Linked DNA regions of Sus scrofa: region 1 is linked to region 2. The links are chromatin contacts, called in public Hi-C maps. All regions are on one chromosome and are shown on one strand. Each heading gives the region's core, a stretch centred on a gene start, on an enhancer-like site or on the middle of the called end of the contact. The rest is flanking DNA. Distances are from core to core; before and after follow the strand shown.

Region 1 (6,385 bases), core at 3,152-5,651, 110 kb before region 2:
AGGGAGATGCTAGCAGCCAGCTGGCAAAGGAGGGCTTTTGGGACTGAGGTTAAAATCGCAAATAATTCCTACTTGCAAATTGCAAGAGGTGATTTAAACCGCAGAAAAGCAAAGGGGAAATACTTCTATTTAAAAGTGACAGATCGCACAGCTCTGCGACTGTATGAAACCCCCCCTGAATTGTATCCTTTACGTGGTGGACGGCCTGTGAATTCTGTCTGGGTAGAGCTGTTTAGAGTCGCGCTTTTTAGGAAGCAGAGTCGTAGCGTCAGCTGGCAGGTGCCGACTCCCCGCGCTGCCCGCCCCCCACAACCCTGCAGATCTGCAACCCGAGGCCACATAGGGTTTGCCTGAGGAGTTGCCCCACGGCGGCTCCTAGCATCCTTCCGCTGCTGAACGCAAGCTTCCCAAATCCAGGTCTTAAGGTCCGGACCTCTGCCAGGGACACAAAGCACAGCTGGAGCCAGTGTCTGCCCCTGGCAGGGGCACGGGCGTGCCGGAGGTGGGGCTCTCCCTGAGGCCCACGGGGACATCCCGCGGGCCTGGGCTCACTCTCCCCCCTCCCGCCCCCAGGTCATCGTGCAGCGGTCGCTGTCGGCCCGGGACCTGAACCACGCCAAGGGGGGCTCCATCCTGGCCAGCTACCTCAAGATGCTGCCCATGGGCCTGATGGTCATGCCGGGCATGATCAGCCGCGTGCTGTTTCCAGGTAGGACGGGCCCTGGGCGCTGGCGGGGCCCCGCAGCGGGAGGCGAAGGCAGGGGCCAGCTGCCTCCCCGCCTGGGGCAGCCACAGTCAGAGGCGCCCCCACGGGGCCTGACCCGAGGCCGGGCGAGACCGCCTCCTGCTGTGCGACCTCGGGCTGAGGCAGAACATCTCTGTGCCGCCGCCCCGGCCACAAACTGGGGAGCAGACCGCCCGGTCACAGCACGCGTCTGCACCCTCTGGAGTGTGAGGTGTGTCCTCTTGGCTCCCGGGGGCCGGCGCAGGTGGCCTTTACAGGACGCCGGGGCTGAGGGTCCCAGGCACTGGTAACGACCTGCCGAGTGTGCAGCCCCGCCCGGCTGCCGCCCCCGCCCCTCGGGGAAGGGCGCCCGGGACCCCCGTGCGCAGGGACCCCGACCCACCTGTGCCTCCTTGTCCGCCGAGCGTGGGGCCTGCATCCTCGTCAGAGTGCCCGCCTCTTCTCTCTCCCGACCCTGGGCCCACGAGGGGCCCCCCAGGGGTCCGGCAAAGGTCCCCCGTGTCAGGTGAGGGGCACTCAGCTGTCGGCGGGGGGGCTGGGCCGGCCCGTTGGCCACCTGCTCTGAGTGGCGCCTCCGGAGCGTGGCCGAGCGCTCCGTCACCTCGAAATACTCGTCTGACACAGAGGAGGAGGCCACCGAGGGCCGCCGGGGGCCAGGGCCTCGGCCAGAGCTGCCCGAGAGGCTGTCCTGGTCACTGAGGGTCACGTAGTCGTCGTCGTCCTCCTCCTCCTCCTCCTCCCCATCTAGCCCATTGGGCACCGCCGCCCCCTGGCCGTCCGGGGCATCCGTGGACAGCTGCCGCTGCAGGGGGCCGGGGCCGGGGCCCGCGGTCCTGGGCGGCCCAAGGTCCGTGCTGTGCTGGGGCGCCTCCTCTTCCGGGCTCTCCAGGGCCCAGCCCAGGCCGCCGCCATCCCGGGCAAGCAGGTCCGCCACGGGGACCGTCCGGGGCTTGGGCACGGGAGGCCGTGGCTCGGCGTCGCCCTGGGGGAGGCCGTTCTGGGCGGGCACCCCGTTCGCGGGGCCGGCGCTGGAGTCCTGGCTCTGCCTCCAGGCCTGGGAGGTGTCGCGGATCTTGATGCGGTTCATCTGGCTGGGCTGGGGGTTCCAGATGTTGGGGTCGATGATGTTGATGTAGCCCAGGATGTCGCTGCCGGGCTCCGGGTCCGGCTCCACCCACGTGGGCAGGTACTCAAACATGTTGGCTCGCTCCAGGTTGAGCAGCCCCGGGTGGATCGGCGGGGGTGGCTCCGGCAGCTCCGCCGGCCGCTCGGCCGGGTCGGGGCCCCGTGCCCCCAGGGGCCTCGTGGCCTCCTGCTTCTCGGAGGACGTCTTGGCGAGCTCGTCGGCACTCTTGGCCTTGACCAGCGCGTACTTGGGGTTGACGAGCTTCTTGGCCATGGTGCCCGAGGGCACCAGCGGGACCACAGAGGGCAGCACGATGGGCTCGGGCTCGGGCTCCTTCTCCATGGGGACGCCCTTGAGGCTGACGCTGTGCGACGTGAGGTACAGCTCCTGGAACTGCCGGTCGAACACCTCCACCACCTGGCCGGACAGCACGGAGATCACGTTCCGGTCCGTCCTGGCCGCTGACCACGTGAAGCTGCAACACAGGGCGGGCCGCCTGCTCAGGCTCGGGGCCCGGGCCCCAGCCCCTGCAGCGGGCCTGAGCCAGACCCCAGCCCCGTGCACCCACAGGCCAGGGTCCAGCAGACTGTGGCCACAGAAGGGACTGCGGAGAAGTGGGCAGGACACAGGGCACCAGCCTAAGGGGCAAACCTGATCTGGGACCTCCTGCAAGCCCCCCAGTCTGAGCCACTCCCCGCCTGCGACGAGCTCCTCCTGGGTGCAGCCCGGCCAGCTGGTGGTCTTCAGTGGCTTTGCCACTGCCCACCCCGAGTGGCCCCTGCACGACGGGGCTGGCAAAGCTGGGCCACGGCCGACCTCATCCTGGCCCAGCCCTGAGGGCGGCTCTCGGGGTGACCACCCTGTGGGCCTGGCCCCACCGAACCTCCAGGTCGCTGACACCTGAGTCTGGAAGAGCAGCCTCTCCTCGGGTAAGAGCCCGCCTCTGCCTGCTTCCAAGATGGGCGGGCAGTGTGTGGGCGTGCCCAGTCCCGCTCACACCCTAGCATTTTGGGGACCAATGAACTGGAATAACTGAGGCGCCACAAGGCAGGATTAAGGGCAGAAAGCCAGAGAGTCACCTGTAGGAGCCGCAGATGGCCCGGTCTCCGTCCACGAACATGAACTTCTGGGCCAGGGCGCCCTTGAACTTGGTGGCCGAACGCGTGAAGAACTCTGTCCCTCCGCTGCTCCGCACCCTGAGATTCTGCGTCGGGGGCGGGAGGCCGAGTTAGACGAGCTGGCACTGACCCCCCCCCCCAGCCCAGAGCGTCGAGGTGGGAGCTTGAGCCCGGGACCTGGAGAAAGGGCTGGCATGTGTGGGGACCTCAGGCTGTGGCTACAGTGGGACCTGACACTGGAGGGGGGGGCACAGGGTGGTCCTGGTGTGGCCTGAGGGGTCCACAGAGCAGCCCTGCAGCACCAGGATCCCACGCTGGAGGGGGACAGGCCAGGAGAGGCGCTGGGGAAGGCTGAGCTGACCGGAAAGAGCAGTCCAGGCTCAGCAGGACAAAGGCCTGGCGGCAAGAGCGACGGCCTGTTTGAGACCCATGGGGCTTCGGGGGAGGAGGGTGGGTGACGGGGCCTGCAGAGCGGGCCCAGCCAGAGGCTGATGAAAGGCCCTGCGGCTGCTCGGAGCCTGGCATGGCCGGCAGAGGGCAGCAGGGAGCCAGGGCACCATTTAGAGCAGGAGTGGTGGGTTGAGGCAGCACATCAAGATGGTTTTTGGCGTCCAGAGGGAGTGAGGCAGAGGGCAGAGAGGGGACCCCTGTGCCAGGAGGAGGCGGGCCTGAGTCCAGGCAGGGGCAGCGGGAGAGAGCAGAGAGCTGGAGGCAGCCTCCACTCCAGCCCGCAGCCCCTCTGCTCCTGAGCCCGTGGCTTTTGTGACAGGCCCAGACCGCTCGGCTTGGGGCAGCCCTAGGGCAGTGCCCTCGGAGGTCGAAGGGCAGGGCCTATGGATGCCCACGGCCATCCCGTGGGGCCCAGCTCAGAAGGCAGGTGAACCTCTGCTCCCAGCCCAGCTCCCTGGGCCCCCTTGGCAGCTGCCTGTCTGCACACAGCCAGCTCAGCAGGAAGCTGGCCTCGGCCCAGGACAATTAGTGCCCGTGACTTTGTACCCAACACAGAGCACGCTGAGGGACCAGAAGCCTGAACAAAGATCTTGGAGGCGGAGCAAGGCCTTCCCGCCACCTGCACCCGACCGCAGCCCAGCTCGCGGCTTCTGTGGGTCCCTGGCCCAGAGCGCCGCGTGCTGGGCCGCAGGCCGCCCCTCGGCTCAGTTCCCCTCTCACAGCGCCCGCCCCACCCACCCCAAAGCCTGCCCACCAAGGCCTCGGAAGCTCACACCCACATCCACCTGGAGGGGCAGGGGCGGCCTGGGCTACGCCGGATGCTCTGTGTGACTCTGAGCGAGCCTCTGGGCCGCGCTTGCCCTGCCCGCACGCTGGGGGCTGGCCGCCAACTGCAGGCCCACCCAGCCTGGGCTCAGCAGCGGGCGGGGGCTGTGTGCTCCCGGGCGGGCCCCGCCCCACGGGGCCTGGCCCAGATGAGGTAACGTCTCGGGAGCCAGGCCTGGGCGAGCAGAGGTGGAGGAGCCACAGGGTCCCATTGTCCCTGCGCCTGGCGCCCCCCGCAGAGCCGGCGGCAGGCCACAGAGGACATGTGGGGTGCTCTGGGCGGGTCCCCACAGCCTCTGGAGCTGGCTCCCTCCTGTGTGGGGGGGTCAGGATGGCCAGGCAGCATTTCCCCGCTCAGGGCACTTCTGCCCCAAGCGTGTACGGGGCAGGACGCAGTGGACCCGAGGGCTGGGGTGGCCCCAGCACCCCGAGCCTCCACGGAGCCTCCTGTGCTCACACCGGGCTGGTGGGAGGCCAAGGGACAAGCCCAGGCAAGTGGGTCACTCTCGGGCTCTGGTCCAACACGACCCCAGTCCTGGCGTGGTTACACACCTCCGCGTTCTCGTCTGTGAAATGGGCCTCCCCCGACCCGCCGCTGCAGGGCTGCTGCGCTGTGCTCGGGACGGCCGGGACTGAGCGGGCTGTGCTGCGCGGCCTGACAGGCGTGTCGTCCTTTCTGCGTGAGGGGCAGTGCGGAACCGGCTGGGAGGACCGGAAAGCATCTGGGGCCCAGGGAGGCCGGGAGTCAGCCGTTCGCTGTGGTCAGGTGCCTCGGGGGCGGAGGGACTGGCCCAGGCCTCCTGGTGCCCGGAGTCCAGCCCCCGGGGACTGAGGACAGCCCGCAGCTGCACGCTGGTGGCTTTTTCACCCTCCAGGGGCCTGCTGGCACCTCCTGGGCCTGAGGAGGAGTGGGGAGGCCCAGAGACCTCCCTGACCAGGCCTGACCGGTGAAAGTGAGATCAGACCAGCTTGGGGACAGACAGCCTGTGTCCCCATGTGCTGGGCGCCGGGCCAGCCTCTGCCCTCCTCTCTCTCTGTAATGGGGCAGGTGACCAGCGCACCCTGGCCTCCCCTAGGCCGTCCTGAAGCTGGGATGGAAATACTGCTGGCGGCGGGGCCGGGGGTTCCTGGCTTCTCCCTGGCCGAGGCCGCCAGGCACTGCGGCCTTCTGGGCGGGTGGACCTCTGTCGGGGCCGCCGTGCGCCACAGGCTGTTTAAAAGCCTCCTGCCCGCCACCCACCAGACACCAGCAGTTCCTTCCTGGTCACAGCCATTGCCAACGTCTCCGGACAAGGCCAAGGGCCCTGGCCAGGAAGGCTTTTGGTTGAAAAGCACTGCCCTGGGTCCATTCTGGAGCCAGGCCGGGGTCAGGGAAGGCAGGTCGGGAGAGGCAGCGCAGGGCACCCAAAGGGGGCCGGGGCTAGCTGTGCAGCCTGCAGCCTGAATGCCCACCCCTGCCCCAGCCAGCGCCCTCCCCCGGCCACGCCGCCTGGCCCTTCCGTGCTCATCAGAAACGGGTCCAGCCTTTGCCCAAGTGGCTGCTGGTTTTTCCAGTTTGGCTGCACAAAGCCGACTAGCTTTTCACATCAGCCGAGCAGGCAGCTCACAGCTCTGAGCCCATCCTAAGCTGTGAACCTCAAGGCCCAGCCTGGTTCCCACCCGCTCTGGGCCTCGCTCAGCACGGTCCAGCCCCTGGTGTGACGGCCCTGGGCCTGTTCCCCACCGGAACACGGGCACTCGTTTCCACACTTCCTGCCTGAGGAGTCAGGGGCCAGCAGAGCCGGTGGGCAGAGGTGCCTGGGGACAGCTGGGCACCGGGAGGGGCTGGCGATGTCCTCCCACCTCACCTGGGAACCAGGCGCGGGCTGGCCTGGGCAGCACCAAGGCCATTTCCAACACGTGTGGTGTGAGCTCTGGGCTTCAGGCTGGGGGGCTGCCTGGAGGGGGAGCTGTGGGGGGAGGCGGTCCCCAGCCAGACCACAGCTCAAAGGGGGACAGGAAGCCCCTTGGCGCTCGACCAGAGCCGGGGCCTCATGGGAGGGGCTGCGCCGTCCCCGACCAGAGAGACGGAAAGGGACTCGTTACCTAGAGCCCGACCCCCACGTGGCCGCCGTGACTCTG
Region 2 (6,158 bases), core at 2,486-4,985:
CCTTCTGCCTCCAGCACTCGGTTTGCTGAGCTGGGCAGGATCCCCTCTGGCCAGCTCAACAGGAGGGAGGGGACCGGTTGCTTCTCTGCCATCTCCCAGCCTCTTGGGCCCCTAACCGGGAGGGCCGTCCGGGCCCGCAGACTCGCTTCCCTTCGTTCACCCTTCTCGTGCCTTCCGAGTGGGTCCGTCGGAAGGCTTGGAGGGTGGACTCAGAAGCCAGAGACCTTGGATCAGCCCCGGTCCTCCCACTTGCCGGCGTGTCCCCTGGCCAGTCACCCAACCTCTCCGCGCCTCCACTGCCTGGCCTGTGACATGTGGCACTGGGGAGTCACCCCTCGTACCGTCTCCCGACGGACGGCTCGGTGAGAGACACCCTGGCATGCAGGCAGGGCTCAGCTAGGAGGCTCCAGCTTCTGTTTCAAGAGCTTCTATTTTCGGGCGCAGTCCTCAGCCTGTTCTCTGACGATTGCTCCGGTATCAGAGCGAGCACATCTCAGACCTTTTTGGAAACGCCAGCTGCACGGGAGAAGAGCTGGCGCTTGTATGTGTGGTCGGGAACGGGCTTGCGACACCCCCTGCCAAACGGACAGGCCCCTCTGCCCTCCTGACCCGGCCGCGCGGGCCTCCACTCCGGGGCACTGTGGCCTGGCGGGGTGGGCCTGCCCGCAGCGCAGGCTTGTCTGCGGCCTGTCCTGTGTCCTCGGCTCTGCGTCATGAAGCGCTGACAGCATCGCTGTGTTTCACCAGCTCGGTGAGCGGAGCAGCTGGGCCGAACCGAGCGACGGAGGCCCAGAGGGAAGGACCCGGGACACGGGCCGGGCGTGAGCTGCGAGTCTGAGCGGTGGGTTGCCTCTCACGCACTCCCTGGGCACGCGCTGGGGCGCTCACCGGGCGCGGGGTCCCCCTTAGCGAGGACGCGGTGGGCCACGGGCAGACCCCCCTCAGGCGCTGTTCATGAACAGATGGGGAACAGCAGGGAAGAGCCGGTGTCGCCGCAGCCCCATGGGAGGCCGACCAGGAGCCGGGGCCCAGCTCGGGCACCGGGGGCACGGAGAGTGACTTTCCACATGGGGGATAATTGGCTTATCTTGTGCCCTTTCGCTGAAGTCGCCTGTCAGCTGGTCTCTGGGGGCTCTGCCGACTGCACCCCCTGCTGCCGGGGGTGGGGGTTGGGACAGGGCCAGCCCGTGAGCCCCCCTCCCAAAGAGCTACATGGGGGAGTCGGATGTGGCCACCAATTCCGCTGGTTCGAGGGCCGAGGTGAGCAGACGGCGCCCTGCTCCCCTGGCCGTTGGCTGGTCCTTCACAGCGTGCAGGGACCTTCCCGGACCCGCCGGGAGGTTGCACCTGGCAAGCATCTTGAGCGCCTCTTGAGAAAAGTGTCAGGCTGAGCAGGGTTTGGCCGTGGGGTCCACAGCCCCCGTTAGCTTCCGCTGTCCTGCTGGCTGCTCAGCCGTGGCAGCAGCCCAGCACTTGGCACCACCGCAGTGGCCGGCCAGGCCTAAGGCGAGCATGGAATCATGGGAATTCTACATCTTCCCCAGGAGCCTGCTTTCCCCCCATGTCTCGAGCTGGAAAATTCTAGTGAGCAGACTCATCTGCCGCTGTGCCTGCCCGGTGGGGGCTGTGAAGCCATCAGATGCCCCCTTCTGTGATCCCCAGTCTCCGGTGGTGTTGCCATCTGCCATTCGTGGGTATTTCTGGTGGCAGAGTCACAGCACGTTAGAGGCGGGGTCTGGCCCCCGGGCTCTCGTGCGCAAGCTGCCTTCCTCGAGGACAGAAGCGTTCCCAGGGCTGCTCTTCCTGCTCCCCAAGGGCCCCAGGAAGCCCTGCCTTTCTGCCTCACGGAGCCCACAGGCCAGGAAAACGTCCACCGCTAGGCTTGGCTTGTCGCCGGAATTCTAGCCTTGGTGGCTGACCTGGGGCTGGGGCTGCCGGTGACACCACGGAGATGGCAAGAGGGCCTGGGGGCAGAAGGGCTCGTGCTGAGTGTCTGGTCCCTGTCCCTGCCTCCCGGCCCCTGGCTGTGTGTGCCCTGCCGCACCCACCGCGACGCTGGCTTCCTGCAGGGCTTATGGAGAGCGCTGTCCACGGGAGTTGCTCTTGGGGCTCAGCGGGTTGTGAACCCAGCCAGGATCCACGAGGACTCAGTTGCATCCCTGGCCTCGCCCCACGGGTGAAGGATCCAGCGTTGCCGTGAGCTGTGGCGTGGCTCGGATCTGGCGCGGTGGCTGTGGTGTAGGCTGGAGGCTACGGCTCCGATTTGTCCGAACTTCCACATGCCGCACGTGCGGCCCTAAAAAGCCAAAAAAGGACCTCGTCCGGGACGGGTCATTTGCAGAACTGCCTTGCGGAGCCTTGCGGAGGTGGGGGGGGGCCTCAAGGAGCTCCCTGTCCCTCGTGGCAGGCCCCTGCATCCGCCTGGTCCAGCTTTCGGGGTGTGATCCTCGACCCTCTAAGCGGGGGGAGCTTGTCACACCCCCTTTCTCAGTGGCTGTGTCCAACGGCCAGAACCCTGTCTCCCGACCCCACCCTGGCTTCGCTCGGTCTCTGGAAAGACCGCACTTGGGCGTTTTGTGACCCGTGCCGCAGGCTGCCCTTCCCAGAGGCCAAGTGATCGGCCCCGCTGGAGAGGAGACGCGGGGTCCGCCGCGCTGTCTGCTTTTAGGAAGACCGGGTTCCCGTTAGGCCATCGGCTGTCTGACCTCGCTGGCTCCATGGCCGTCGTGGCGGGGAGGAGCCCCCGGGGCTCTTTGGTGGGGGCTGGAGGGGGCAGGGCCGTCCGTCCCCTCTAAGGCCAGGTGACCGGCACCCCGGGGCTCGTCCCCGCAAAGGGAGAGGCCAGTTTCCCTGTGCCTGCGCTGTCGGCGCCCAGGGGCCTCTCCATGTTTGCTTTAGGAATTCCGGACGTGTGGTTGAGCCCAGTCTGGGGCTGGTGGGTAAAATCTGACCCCTCTGCCCTGCGAGGACCCGTTAGGCTGTGGTGCTGCGTCCCCCCGTCCAGCGAGTGGCCTGTGCAGGCTCTCTCCCTGCTGGCACGTGGCTCATGGCGGCCCTTTCTCCCTGGGCCCCCGCGGTCGTTGTGGCGAAGAAAGCTGCACTGAGCGAGCTGTCCCACTGTGACGGGGTGGGGGGGGCACGTGGGCTGCTGTCGTGGGGCACCTTTTGGGCGGCGGGGAGGAGAGTGAAAGCCAAGTGGGTCCCACCTCGGTGTTGGTGACTGTCACACAGTGAGCCTGGGTGTCACCCAGGAGCTTGGAAAGGGTGTCACATCCCGAGTGCTACCCTGGCTGTCCCAGCGTGTCCCCTGGAGATTCTGGCGTCTGTGGTCAGAGGCCCCACTGCGTGGCAGACACCACAGGGGAGGGGGCAGCACCCCCCCACTGTGCTCCTGTCACCTGCCGTAAGACAGTCCCAGGAGGCCCCCAGCCGCGGATGGGGTGAGCTTCGGTTTGTTTGGTGATGCCTCTCATTGTGACTGGGTGACCTGTGACTGTTAGGTCTGCTGCTCCTCCCTCGTAGCTGGTCCTGGTCCCTGCTAGAGATCCTCCGTCCCTGGAAAGCCACCAAAACCACTGTGGCGATTTGGCGGAGACCCTGACCGGCAGGGCCAGCTGCTGCTTGGCGCCAGGCCGGCCACGCCCCCGTCACAGACGCGCCACTGTCACGTGGGCTTTGACCAGTGACCCACCTGGGCCCCGAGGGCTGCTTGCTCCTCCCTCCGGAGCCCTGGGCCTGGAGGAATTTCCCCGCCCGCTCTGCAGGCCCTGGACCAAGTTGTTACCGAATTCTTCCTGCCTCCAGGGGTATCACCCGAGCCTTGGAATTTTTTGTTGTTTTTTTAGCGTTGTTCTGTTTGCTGTTGTATTATCTGTTTCTAGTAGGCGCTGTCTATCGAATTCTGGTTGTGTTTTCAGATGTGCCAGAACTTTTCTGCCCCAGCCTGTCCCCTGCAAGTGGGACAGCTGCTGCGTTATGGTCACCATTACAAGCTGCCCTCTAAAGAGTGATGATCCCAGACTCTGGCTGGGTCCCCTGCACTTTGAGGAGGGAGGGGCCCCACCCTGCTCCCGCCGTGGCTCAGCCAGGGCTGAGGGCCTGGCGGGAGTCCCTGTGCCTGTCCTGGAGGCTCTGCCTGTGCTTTGGCTGTTGCTCGGGGCTGTGCACAGTTGCTGTGTGGATAAACGGCTTCAGGTGCAGACGGCCATGGGTTCAGGCAGCGGTAGTCTGGCCCCGGCTCCGTCCCTGGGCTCCTTGCTTCTGTGTTGGGTTCAGCCTCTGGGAAACCTGGCCCTGCGGGGGCCTGAGGCTGCTGAGTTTCCCTGTGGTTTGGGGGCCTCCCCAGCGGGGTCTCCGGCAGCCCAGGCTGGATTGCCCATGGTGGCTGGGCCCGGGTGCGCTGATGGCCGGGGCTGGGCCCGCTCCCCGCCTCTTCCCCACGGGAAGCCCGGGCTCTGTCTCGGAGAAGGGACAGGACGTTGGGCAGGTGGAAGCGGCAGACAGAGTCTGCTGTCTCCAGGATGGAGTGAAATTCGGCTTAAGGAACCACCCCCAGGACCGGGCACGGACTGGAGGCAGGAGTGTTCCTTTCCATACCGAGCAGACGGGCTCTTGCAAAAGAATTTAAATTACGGTCGATTTCTGGGACTGTGCTACCTTCTGTTGAAGTGGTTTAGTTGTACATACTGTCTCCATGCTTTTAAAATGCTCCTTTCTGTTATGGTTTATCCCCGGAGACTGGTAGAGCTCCCTGGGCTCTGCAGTGGGGTCTCGCTGTCATTCCAGATCTGGCAGTTTGCATCTGCTGTCCCCAGACGCCCGGTCCCTCCTTCTGCCTCCGGAACAGCAAGGATCGGCTCTCCGTCTGTGCAGCCGAACAGTCTGGCTTTTGCCATGGCATCTGCAGATCTCCCGCGGCCTTTCTGGAGCCTGACAGACGGGCGTGCCACCCACAGGGAGGCTTCCCCAGGCCAGCCGATGCTCACTGTCTTTGGGGCTGGTTGGCCTTTATCAGCTCTGTGTGGTTACCAGTGGTTGTCTCATGTACATCAGAAACTCTGATTCTTGGAGTCCCCATCATGACTCGACGGTTAATGAGCCCAACTAGGATCCATGAGGATGCGGGTTTGATCCCTGGCCTCTCTCGGTGGGTTAAGGATCTGGCGTTGCTATGAGCTGTGGTGTGGGTCGCAGACGTGGCTCAGATCTGGCATTGCTGTGGCTGTGGTGTAAGCTGACAGCTACAGCTTCGATGTGAACCCTAGCCTGGGGACTTCCATGGCCCTAAAATGCCAAAAAAACCCACAACCTGGTTCTTTCTTTTCTTTTTCTTTTCTTTTTTTGGCCCTGCCTGGGGTCTGTGGAAGTTCCTGAGCCAGGGACTGAGCTCACAGCACAGCAGTAACCCAATCCACAGCAGCGACAATGCCAGATCCTTAACTCTGAGCCACCAGGGAACTCCTTATTCTTAATAAAAGTAATTATTACTGCAGTTTCAAAATAGGCTTTTCAGGGAGTAGAGAGGTGTGGTCGTGAGCCCTGGTCCCCCCATCCAGGGAAAAGACTGCCTGTCCTCTGGCTGCTGGCCCAGCTCTCTGGGTGGGTGCAGAAAGATTTGTGTGTCTTGAATAGAAAGTCTGAACTTGAAATCATTTTGTTGTCTCTGCCCAGAAATATTTTAAGTTGTAACAGAATTGTACAAACGTGTGTGCGTCATTTACCGTAGCTTGTGAGGTAGTCATTAATACCCGGTGATTGGACTAGATTTCCGAGGGCATTTCTGGCTGCTGATGTTCCTTTGGTTGTCAGTAAGTAACTTAGGAAAATAAGGCCTCGTATTTTTTTTTTTTTTTTTTTCTGGTGGCTATCTTGGCCTAAACCCTTGACAGTGTTTATTTTTCCTTGCTTTGACAGTCCCCTTCCCCGAGCCATCTGGCCTGGAGGTTCTTAAAGGACTGGACGTTTGTGAGCGACCCCAGGTCCCCAGGCTTGAGTGACGAGCCGGAAGGGCTCAAGTGGTCCTGTTTTCGTGTCCTTGGCTTGGGCAGGCTCTGCTGGCCAAAGTGGAAGGCAGCGGGCACACAGGACCGGGAGTCTGGACAGCGGAGCCTGCCAGCTAGTTAGGACGGAGCAGAGCTCGGGCCCTGGGGGGCTCCGGG

Evidence for each region. Hi-C and Micro-C count contacts between places; a contact is called where the count stands out from the background.
Region 1: a Hi-C map of heart right ventricle shows a contact between it and region 2, with 2.3 times the contacts expected there. The contact joins two enhancer-like sites.

Annotation. Positions count from the first base shown.
Region 1 is chr12:60,311,282-60,317,666 of Sscrofa11.1, reverse strand. SLC5A10 (solute carrier family 5 (sodium/glucose cotransporter), member 10) reads left to right here. Exons shown (of 15, transcript NM_001012297.1): 9 at 574-709. It overlaps FAM83G (protein FAM83G), which reads right to left. Exons shown (of 5, transcript XM_005654009.3): 3 at 2,951-3,075; 4 at 1,128-2,346. Among named protein-coding and RNA genes, the nearest start is that of SLC5A10, 18 kb to the left of the region's middle. Within about 2 kb of position 4,401, at least 20 of the 83 cell types and tissues checked have an H3K27ac peak or open chromatin away from gene starts, as enhancers often do.
Region 2 is chr12:60,202,113-60,208,270 of Sscrofa11.1, reverse strand. The region is part of intron 1 of EPN2 (epsin-2); the gene reads left to right. Among named protein-coding and RNA genes, the nearest start is that of B9D1, 43 kb to the right of the region's middle. Within about 2 kb of position 3,735, at least 30 of the 83 cell types and tissues checked have an H3K27ac peak or open chromatin away from gene starts, as enhancers often do.